Linked DNA regions of Mus musculus: region 2 is linked to region 1. A link is a contact called in public HiChIP or PLAC-seq data. All regions are on one chromosome and are shown on one strand. Each heading gives the region's core, a stretch centred on a gene start, on an enhancer-like site or on the middle of the called end of the contact. The rest is flanking DNA. Distances are from core to core; before and after follow the strand shown. Region 1 holds the start of Nfx1 (nuclear transcription factor, X-box binding 1). Region 2 holds the start of Spink4 (serine peptidase inhibitor, Kazal type 4).

The links. HiChIP or PLAC-seq counts read pairs in DNA pulled down with a chosen protein or histone mark.
Region 2: a contact with region 1 is called in an H3K4me3 HiChIP or PLAC-seq map of intestinal villus epithelium, with 16 read pairs. The contact joins the promoter of Spink4 here to the promoter of Nfx1 in region 1. A contact is called at or near these places in 1 of 484 Hi-C or Micro-C datasets (morula), 9 of 115 datasets of contacts at active chromatin or transcription factors (the 230-238 cell line, the SCID.adh cell line, embryonic stem cells and 3 more) and 2 of 9 other capture datasets (adipose tissue and liver).

The regions. Positions count from the first base shown.
Region 1 is chr4:40,968,210-40,973,346 of GRCm38.p6, reverse strand. It overlaps Nfx1 (nuclear transcription factor, X-box binding 1), which reads right to left and starts at 2,404. Exons shown (of 24, transcript NM_023739.3): 1 at 2,288-2,404. The coding sequence starts at 2,312. It overlaps Gm52692 (a long non-coding RNA gene), which reads left to right and starts at 3,188. Exons shown (of 2, transcript XR_003955193.1): 1 at 3,188-3,745.
Region 2 is chr4:40,917,448-40,922,584 of GRCm38.p6, reverse strand. Spink4 (serine peptidase inhibitor, Kazal type 4) reads right to left here and starts at 2,529. Exons shown (of 4, transcript NM_011463.2): 1 at 2,430-2,529. The coding sequence starts at 2,490.

The DNA of each region.
Region 1 (5,137 bases), core at 1,155-3,654:
ATATAAATAAATCTTTAAAAGAGATTTGAGGAAAGGGACACATAAATCAGGAAGCTGTCCCATGGCCTAAGTGAGACACATTTCAGTATTTTAAGTAGTAGTTCCTCCATTAGTGAGATGTCCTCTAGCCAAGGTATCATTATAATACAAGTAAGGGGTACCAGATACCCAACAAAACACAGCAATGAGAGAGTAATCCAACCAGTTGGCGCTAGAAAGCCTGAAAATAAGGGGGAAATTTTCATCCTGGATCAGTTTAAAGACCTTACTTAGGGCAATGGATCACAGCCTGTGGGTTGTGAGGTCTTTGGGAGCATAGAACAACCCTTTCACAGGGGTCACATAAGACCACTGGAAAATACAGATATTTACATTATGATTCATAACAGCAGCAAAACTAGTTATGAGGCAACAACAAAACAATTTTATGGTTGGGGTCACCACAACCTGAGGAACTGTATTAAAGGGCTGCAGCATTAGGAAGGTTGAGAACCACTTTTGGAAGTGGATGAGCTAGAAATGATGTTAAAGTAAGAACAAAGACTATAGACCAAGGAGGCAGGGATTTCTTGAACACAGGGACTCAGCACATGCTTTGGGGCGTGTCGGTGGTAACCTAGAGCGCAGTCCCAGAGGCTAAAACTCCGAGTCACAGCTAGCCCTCACTCAGCTCTGCTTCAAATGTCCAAGGGTGTGGAAATAAGTCAGGGCGAGGAGGAGAAAACGAACAGATTCGGTTTAGAGGGCCAGTGAAGGCCTGGAGGGGAGTGACAACGTATCTGCCTAAGTTCTCCACTCTCCAAGAAGATTTTTACATTCAAGTCAAGACTGGGGCACACCAATGCAATGTGTTCTTGCACTCTTTAAACTGAGACAGGGAAAAGAACATGACCTGTACAGGCACATCCTAATAGTGGCCCATCAATCTGTCAGAAGTGCAATTGTAATTCAAGCCAATGTTGGACATTGCTGTGATTTTCAGGAAGAGCAGGCCATTATGTCAAATCTACACAGTGGGTTGTGACAAGTCGTCATCGTGGTCTTCTTCTTAATAGTAATGTTAAGAGTATGTTGTTGAGAGTAAAAGAAACCTCTGCTTCTCGGCCTCCAACCCCATCTTCCCAGACAGGATCTCACTATGTAACCCTGGATGGTCTGCAACTATGTAAACCAGGCTGGACTCCAACTCGAAAGATCCTCCTGTTTCGCCCTCCCGAGGGCTGGGATTAAAGATGTGCGCTACCATGTCTGATAGCACTGAAACATTTGGTTTACTTTAAAAACAAAAAAACTTTTCTTTTAATCTTGTGTTCCTGTTTTAGCAAGGGTGCTTTGGGGGGACAGGGACGGGATATATGCCACGTGTTTGCTGATGCCCTCCGTGGCCAGAAGAGGGCGTCAGATCGCACAGCTTTCCAGGTGGTTGTGCAAGCGAACGTGACTGCTCTGTTGAGGAGCTACTGTTCTTAAACACTTGAACTAGCGCCCCAGCTTCTCGGTTCACATTTACATTTAGGTAAATGTGTACTAATACCCCATGCAAAACGTTCCTTTTTTTTTTTTTTTTTTTTTTTTTTTTTTTTGCTGTCCACAAAATTTGAAAGCCCGGATTGACCAATACACCTTGAAGAAAATGGAAATAGCTTATACGAACAGTCAAATGAGGCTGTCTCTACCACAGGGGTAGCTCCAGGAGGGAGAGTGAGCCAACAATCAGGGAGAGAACAGGGAGGGTCTGGGAATTAGCTTACTACTCCAGGCTGACAGATGAGGTAACTGAGACTGGATCACGTCACGCACCTCAATATGGGATTTCACACCCCCTCAGGACTGGGCCCGCTGGCTGGCTGGCCCGCGCGCGCGGAACCCGCCACTCCGAGAGGTAAAGAACACACCCCTAGCACAGCGCGCAAACTCGCTGGCCTCCAGGGCCCGCTACGGAGAGTCGCCTACGCCCGGCCGGCCGGCCGTCCGCCCGCCCGCCCGCCCGCCGGACTCTGCTCCGCGCGGCCTCGGGAAGGCCGGAAGGAGCCCCGCGGGGGGCGCCAGAGGCCCACGTCCGCTCCCTTGGCGCCGGGACCCGCCCGCTCTCCTCGGAAACCCAGGGGCCGAGCCTCCCCATCCCGTGGAAGATGGAGGAGGGTTCCGTACGTGCAGCGCGCGTGGCTTGGCCCTCGCGAGCCACTGTCCCCGCGCAGCACGCACCCCACTTGCCACCGCAATGGCCCGCACCCTTCGGACTAGACTGCTAGACCCTAGGGGTCCCGCGCGGGAAACGGGACAGTACCTGAGACCGGAGGCGCCTCCGCCATCCCGTGCCGCAGCACCTCAAGCGAGCCCCGCCACCGAGCGAAGGCTGTCACCTGGTCACGTGTCCCGGATTTCCGGCGCCGAGAGACTAGTCGCTCCTACGCGCCCGGGGACAGCCAAGGGGGTGGTGCTACCTGAGCACACAGTGAAATGGCGCATTTGGGACGTCAGACAAATGCGCCGGCCCGGGTGCAAGCGGGGTTTGCGGGGGGGACACGAGTGGCTGGAGGAGACCCACCCGGACCGCAGGATCTACTGCCCCCAACTTGCGTAATTGCTTTTCGAGAGCTGCTGGGTTCTCCAGCTGCTACGCCTTTTTGTCAAGTCCTGCCATCCGCCCGGCTTCAAATGACCTTCAGCTAAGAGGCGGCCTGGAGCGGCTCACGCAGGCGACGAGGGGGGGGGGGGCGCTGTAGTAATCAAAGGGCATTGTGGAGGAAAAGACTGCAAAACAATAAAAGGTTACCTGCCAAGGGTTAGGTAGCCCACGACTTCAGGACCTGGGAGGCTGGATCGGGGGTGGGATGGGAGTGGGATGTAGTGAGTTCCAGGTCCTGGGCTACCTATCCCTGTCTGTGTAAAACGAAACACAGTATCTAAAGGACTAATAGCAAATGAGCCACAAACCGGTAGGCAAGTAACAAATACAAATGAACACCAACTGAGGTAGACAGTTTGAAGTTACTGTGTTTTTTTTTTTTTTGGAGGGGGGGGGAGAGTGGGGAAAGGGTGTCCTGATGTAGCCCCTGTTGGTATTCAGGCATTCTGCTGGCCTGCCCCCAGGACCCTAGCAACCACTTAGACCTGCCTCCACCGTGTGTGATAGGTGTGTGCTGCGTCTAAAGAGACGCCCCCAAGCGTCCCCCCCCTCCCCCCCCCCGCCACCCAGCAGCTGTCTATTGTCAGCGTCCGGTCCCCTTCTCTCTGCCCCATGGCTTTGCTCCTGTCTGTCTGACTGGCTCCATGCCTACTTGTCTGCCTCTATTCCTTTCCTAGGCCCTCACTCCTCTTCTCCCAATAAACCACTTTTACTTCAGGTCTTGTTTGCATGACGTAATTTCTCAAGGTTGTACCTTGGCACGGGCCTTGCAGTAGGATCTTCTCTGTCTCAGCCTCTTTTATAGTAAAATATAATCTTCCAAGGTGAGGTGTGGTGACTTAGACTTTAATTCCAGCACTCTGGCAGCAGAGACAGTAGTTCTCTGTGAGTCTGAGGCTAGTCTGATCTACATAGTGAGTTCCAGGCTAGCCAGAGCAACAGTACAACACTGTCTCAAACATTCTCCACGATGTGACCATTTTGGTTACAGGGCTTCTGCACTTCTTTCTAATATCTACAGACTAAGAAGCCTTCGACTGGGTGGCTTAGCCTGCCCCTAACCGAGCACATTTAGGAATCCTTCAGGAATTATATTTGAAAATCGGCCTCAGAAAGGTGAGACACGAAACCGTTGTATTTGTACTACCTGCAGTAGTGAGATGATGATGATGAGAGAGACAAGAGGAGGGAGTGGAGGGGAGAGAACAGACGTTTGTGGGCAAGTTGCAGAGTCAATTGGCATCTTTGGAATTTAGTAGGCTACACACTACTTATTTTCAAATGACATCGTACTCCAGAACCTCGGAGCACAGCAAAGGCCAATGTATAATGTTTAACAAAGTCAAATGAAGATAGCAATTTATCATTAACGCCAAAGTTAACCAGCCTAAAAACCCAAATGATCATTATCTCTGACCAGAAGTTCCTGATGGAACAGAGCCCTGGCTTAGTTCTCAGCAGCAGACACCTCCATGGTCATCACACAACTTGGGAAAGTTGGTTCTCTCCTTTTACCTATGGGTCTGAGGGATCTGACTCAGGTCAACAGCCTAGCAGGAAGGGCTATTACCTGCTGACTCCTTGTCAGCCTTCTGGTTGAACATTACTTAATAGCCTTATGGATTTCTTCTTTTAGACTTCTCATTTTATATCTGTTGTCTATTCTTTTCTGTTGAGTTGCTGTGTTTTTCTTGCTATGGACTTTTAAAAAAAATATTTCTCTGTGTGTGTGTATGTTGAACATGATTGTCTGAGTGTATGTATGTACATGTGTGTCCAGGGGTTCTTGGAGGCCAAAAGAGGGCACTGGGTCCCCTGGAGCTTGAATTACAGGCAATTTGATTTTACGGAGCTGTTAGTGATTTTTAAGTCTCTCTCACACAAACACACACACACACACACACACACACACACACACACACACACGTATATATATATATACACCAGAAAGATGATAAATAAATCCAAGAAGTGAAATTATGCGTGTAAACAGCAGGTCTTTCATTCCAAAGATTACATGAGATATACCTAGGCCACTAGAAACTGAGAAGGAAACTGGGCTTGGAAAATGTTAAAACCAGGGATTGGGGCAGTGAAATAACTTAGCAGATAAAGGTATTTCCTGCCAAGCCTGGTGACCAGAGTTCAGTCACCAGGAACCATATGATGTGAGGAAAGAACTGATCCTTGCAAGTTGTCCTCTGACCTCCACAGATACCTGTGACCCCCCACCTAAAAAAACAATGTGACTTTTGAAAAGCAAGGCTTAATGATTTCTTGGCTATGGAGGATGAAGCAAAATGTAGGCAATGAAGACAATTCTACAGCATTCTGTTTAGGTGACAGGATAATGGTTTCCCTAGCTGGAAGGGAAAACAGCAGAGACTTGGGTCTGGAGGAAGGTGATGATCTATCTGTCTTTGCTATGTGACTGTCAAGTGCTTGTGAGAGTCTGGGACATCCAAATAATTGTCTGGCAAAGAGCTGGATGTTTGCAGCTGACACAAC
Region 2 (5,137 bases), core at 1,280-3,779, 51 kb after region 1:
TTAAGTGTTCTGTCTCTATGCACACCAGAAGAAGGAATATAGTTTTATTACAGATGGTTATGAACCACCATGTGGTTGCTGGGAATTGAACTCAGGACCTCTGGAAGAGCAATCAGTGCTCTTAACCGCTGAGCCATCTCTCCAGTCCCCAAGTTCTGTATCTTGATAGAGGTTTGGAACATAAAGGTGTGTGCATTGTCATGGCTCATCTGTAAGACGTACTGAATAGAAACACCATGTGTTCCATGGCCGATAACTATTGAGAGAAAAGCGTTTACAAAGGCTGAGTAAGCCTGGTGGTGGAGGTCTTATAATCCTAGCTTGGGGGGCGGGCAGAAGGATTAGAAATCCCAGGTGAGACCCAGCTATATAGCAGAACAGAAATGTCAAACATTTAAAAGGCAGGATGCCCCTTCTCTGGCTCCTATCACTGTCCCTCAGCTCCCTCTGAACCAGCACTCCACAGTTACATGTTCAGGGCCTGTGTAAACTGACCCCCCCCCCCTCCAGCCTTGCTTCTAGGCCTTGCTATCTATTATAGTCCTCAATGTCCCTAGGACGCAAGGGTCCCTCATTGCTCATTGTCCTGAAGCAGTGGCTTCCCTGACTCCTGCAGACCTGCTGCCTGAGATGCCTCACCCCCAGTCTCCTCCTATGAGGTCATAGCATCTCAAGCCCCACCCCCCAGTCTCCTTCTATGAGGTCATAGCATCTTAGGCCCTACCCCCAGTCTCCTCCTATGTGGTCATGCATCCTCCCAAGGCTCAGAAGCTTTCCCTACAGTGGTCCCCCACAGTTCCTTGAAAAAACCTGGATTTGAGCTTTGTCACAAAGACAAATGTTGTCTCACTCACTGGGCCACCCCTGCCTCCCTATGAACTCGTGTTTCTTGGGGCTCCCTGTGACTCCCCATCAATGCCTCATCCAGTGAATATTCAGGAATTGAGCCCTGAAGTGTGTTGCGGGAGAATCCAGAACCTTACACAGTCAGAATTGCTTCCTAGGGGTGTGAAACATTGTCTTTAACCCCAGGCACCCTTGCCTTGACCCAGGTGCACCCTTCATCATTCAACCAAGGCTGGAATCTGAAATGTGTACAAGGACCTTCAAGGCAGGCTGCTTAACATTCCCACTGGAGGAGGAGGTGCTTGGGAAATGGGGAACAGGCATGGGGGAAGGCAGCCTGTGTCTGACCAGAGACTGCAGGCTCCTTCCTAATCACCCAGCTCCCAGATGTGACCAGCACGAGGTGCAGTGCAGTGTGGGGCATGGAGTCAATGGCCCTACGGTCCTGCTGCACACTGCTTTATAATGTGACTCTTGCCTACTTCATCCCAATGGGCTTCTCTGCTTCCCTGTTCTGTTTGTCCTCACCATACAAGCTAGAACATTCTTTAAAGGTTTAACTCCACTCCAAGCCTGACACTGGCTCCCACTTCACTCTGAGGAAAAGGTTCTCACATTGGCTCCCAAGACTTTGTCTAACATAGCTCTCAGCTGCCTCTCCCCACCTCACCTTTCCATTCCTTCCATCCCCCTCCCCTCCTCTCCTGTCTTCTTTCTCTGTACCATGCCCTTCACCCCCCTACAGCCACACAGCACCTCAAACACTCTAACATGCTTCTACCTCAGGGCCCTTGTATTGGCTGGTTCCTCCACCAGAACATTCTTGTCCAAAATACCTTCACCCCCTCACCTTCTTCAAGCTCTCCCCAAACCTGCATCTAAGAGACACCCCCTCCCTGATTTAACACTGCAGTTCCCTCCCAACCCACATCACACAGCTCCATGCTTTTCTTAGCCTTTGCCATATTCTTGTACACTATTCATTGTCTATCACCCACCCACACACCAAGTTTAAGATCTGTAGGGACGGTGCTTTTCTTGTTCTGCTCCTTTCTATGTTAAAGGACAAGAAAAGTATCTGACAGCAGTTTCGAGACTGCTGAGATGCTCCTGGCCTTGAGGAAGTCCACCTCTGGTATATGTCTAACCACCCAAGGCCCCCACTATATGCTTAAGTGGTTGTCTTGGGTCCCCTACTGCACCTTGTCAAAACAGAACAGGGCCCTGAGGGCCTGGAACAAGTCTCTCTTAGCACTCACCACCCCACAGTCAACCTGGGGCCTGACTGTTCCTTCTATCTTCTCAGCCTCCAGTCCATAATTGCTCAAGACATCTTCAAACTGAAATGGCATCCTACTTTACAGACTCAAGGGATGAGAACTTGGCAGGTTCTGGTCCAGAGTCAGGACTGAACCCATCCCTTTTCTCCCAGTGTTTTGCCTACTATGGTAGGATGAATACAGACAGAAGAGCTATGCAGAAAGGCCAGGCCTCACAGGAAGCTCCTGGCCTTGCCTCTGCCCCCACACCCAAGCTCACCCCCTAAGATCAAGCTTCAGAGAGACCAAGTTCTGCCCACTCACCCCTGTCCATGCCAAGGAGGGGAACCAAGGTCAGGGTGACCAGCCACAGATGCATAGCCATGCTGCTTGTGAGCTATGTGACTGCAGTCAAGTGTGGGCCGGGCTGACAGTGAGGTTGGGACCTATTTATTGTGCTGATCTCCACTCTTATCTTATCTGTGACCAGTTGGCAGCTACAGTGTCACCCCGTTAATCTCTTCATCCTGACACCTGGGAAGGGCCTGCTCAAGGCTCAAAGCTGACTTTGTGGTGATATAACGCTGGGCCCTAGGGCAGAGCTGGGGCTGGCAGGTGTCCAGAGCAAGCAAAAAGGGTTTGGACAGGTTGCAAAGCTGCCACCATGTGTCTATTAAAGCAAGAAGTGGGAGGGAGAGGAAGCAGAGAGAAACACAGAAACAGATGACAACAGGGGATGAAAGTAGGGGGCACAGCAGGAGACAGGGAGAGGGGAAGAGAGTCATGGATGCCTCGGCCACTTTGGACCTCACATAAGTGTTTGGTTCTCCTGCTGAGGACTGAGTTTGTGTCTTGGCAGTCCTGGGCAAACGCTTTTCTGCTGATCAACCCCAGTTCCCGTTCAACGTATTGAGACAGGAGCCCACACAAAGGTGATAGTTCTGGCTCAGCTCCTATCCTAGGGCTCCCCTGGGGACAGTGGTGGAGACGGCAGACAGTGCGGAATAAGGTAAAGGGAACTAATTTGAAAAACTTTTTTTTAAATTCTTTTTTTTTTAGATTTATTTACTATTATATATAAGTACATGGTAGGTGTCTTCAGACACACCAGAAGACGGTGTCAGATCTTATTACAGATGGTTGTGCCACCATGTGGTTGTTGGGATTTGAACTCAGAACCTTCAGAAGAGCAGTCAATGCTCTTAACCACTGAACCATCTCTCCAGTCCCCGAAAAGCTTTTTAAAAGGATTTTTTAAGATTTATTTTGCCGGGCATGGTGGCACACACCTTTAATCCCAGCACTCGGGAGGCAGAGGCAGGCGGATTTCTGAGTTCGAGGCCAGCCTGGTCTACAAAGTGAGCTCCAGGACAGCCAGGGCTATACAGAGAAACCCTCTCGAAAAACGAAAAAAAAAAAAGATTTATTTTTATTTTATGAGTATGAGTGTTTTGCCTGTATGTATATGTGGGCACCATGCGTATGTTTGGTGCCTTCAAAGGACAGAAGAGGGTGCTGGATCCCCTGGCTGTAAAACCCTATGCAGGTCGGTGCTGGCAACCAAACCCAGATCCCCTGCAAAAGCAACAAGCGCTCTTAACCAAGCCCTCTCCAGCCCCTAAAACTTGCTTTTATTTTTTTTTAATGTGTTAAACATTTTTTTCTTACATATGTGTCTGTGTGCTTGTGTGTGGGTTTGCACATGTATGAGTGCAGATGCCCGTGGAGCTCAGAAGAGGGCATCAGATCCTCGGGAGCTGGAGTTACAGGTGACTGAGCTATCTCATAGGGGTGCTGGGAACTAAACTTGGATCCTGACGAGCCTGTCACCTCTACCTCCTTTTTTGATACCATGAAGTGGGGACAACTGACTGACAATATCAATATATATATCTCTATCTATCAATATATATCAATATATATCTATACTATCTATATCTATATCACATTATATTACGCCATATAGGGGAGATGGCTCAGTGGCTAAGAATACTGAATGCTCTTGCAGAGGACCCAGGTTCAATTCCAAGCACCCACATGATGACTAACAACCATCAATAACTCTAATTCCAGGGGATCTGAAGCCCTCTTCTGACTTCGTCAGGACACACATAGTACACATGCATATTTGCAGACAAAACATCCAAACACATAAGAGAGATCTAAAACAAAACAAAACAAAAATGACAGCACACTTTACATACTCTATGGCTTAGCCCCCATACCCTGTAACCTCCTCTCAAGAGAACATAACAAGAAAGACATGTTGACCTGGCCATGGAGGCAAATCTCTGCCATCTCAGTGCCTATGAGACTGAGGTAGGATGATGGCCGCCAGCTGTTTCAGCCATCTTGGATTACAATGAAGAATCAAAAATAATGTTGAAGTGGCTCATAGATAAACAAACACACTGGGAGCCCAAGCCTGAGAACTTGCGATCAACACCAGGAATCACACAAAGATAGGAGAGAACAGACTTACAAAGTTGTCCTCTGGCCTACAAGCACCCCCCTCCCCAACCCCCAACGGCATGCGTGTACACACAACAATACATAAACAAATGCTAAAACCCAATCATTTAGAAAAAGGAAAATGTTGCCATTCTTTTCAGGTCCTCTGTGATATAGATGAGATTCCTTTCAAGAAAAGCAGTACCGGGTCAGGAACACTGGCTGCTCTTCCAGAGGTCCCGAGTTCAATTCCCAGCAACCACATGGTGGCTCACAACCATCTGTAATGGGATCTGATGCCCTCATCTGGTGTGTCTGAAGACAGCTACAGGGTACTCATATACATTAGATAAATAATATTTCTTTAAAAAAATCAACTCATAAAAAAAAGCATAATGAATCAATAGGAAGACTCTTTGGGTGTCACTGGGCATCGAGGCAGACACCTCTACAGCCACAGATTGCAGTAGAGCCCTGCCTGAAGTACCCCTTGGTCTTTGAGGTAGGCGGCAGACACCTTCAACTGCTGAGCCAAGCAAATACTTAACGACGGTTTTCTGTTGTAAAGCAAGGTAGAGGAG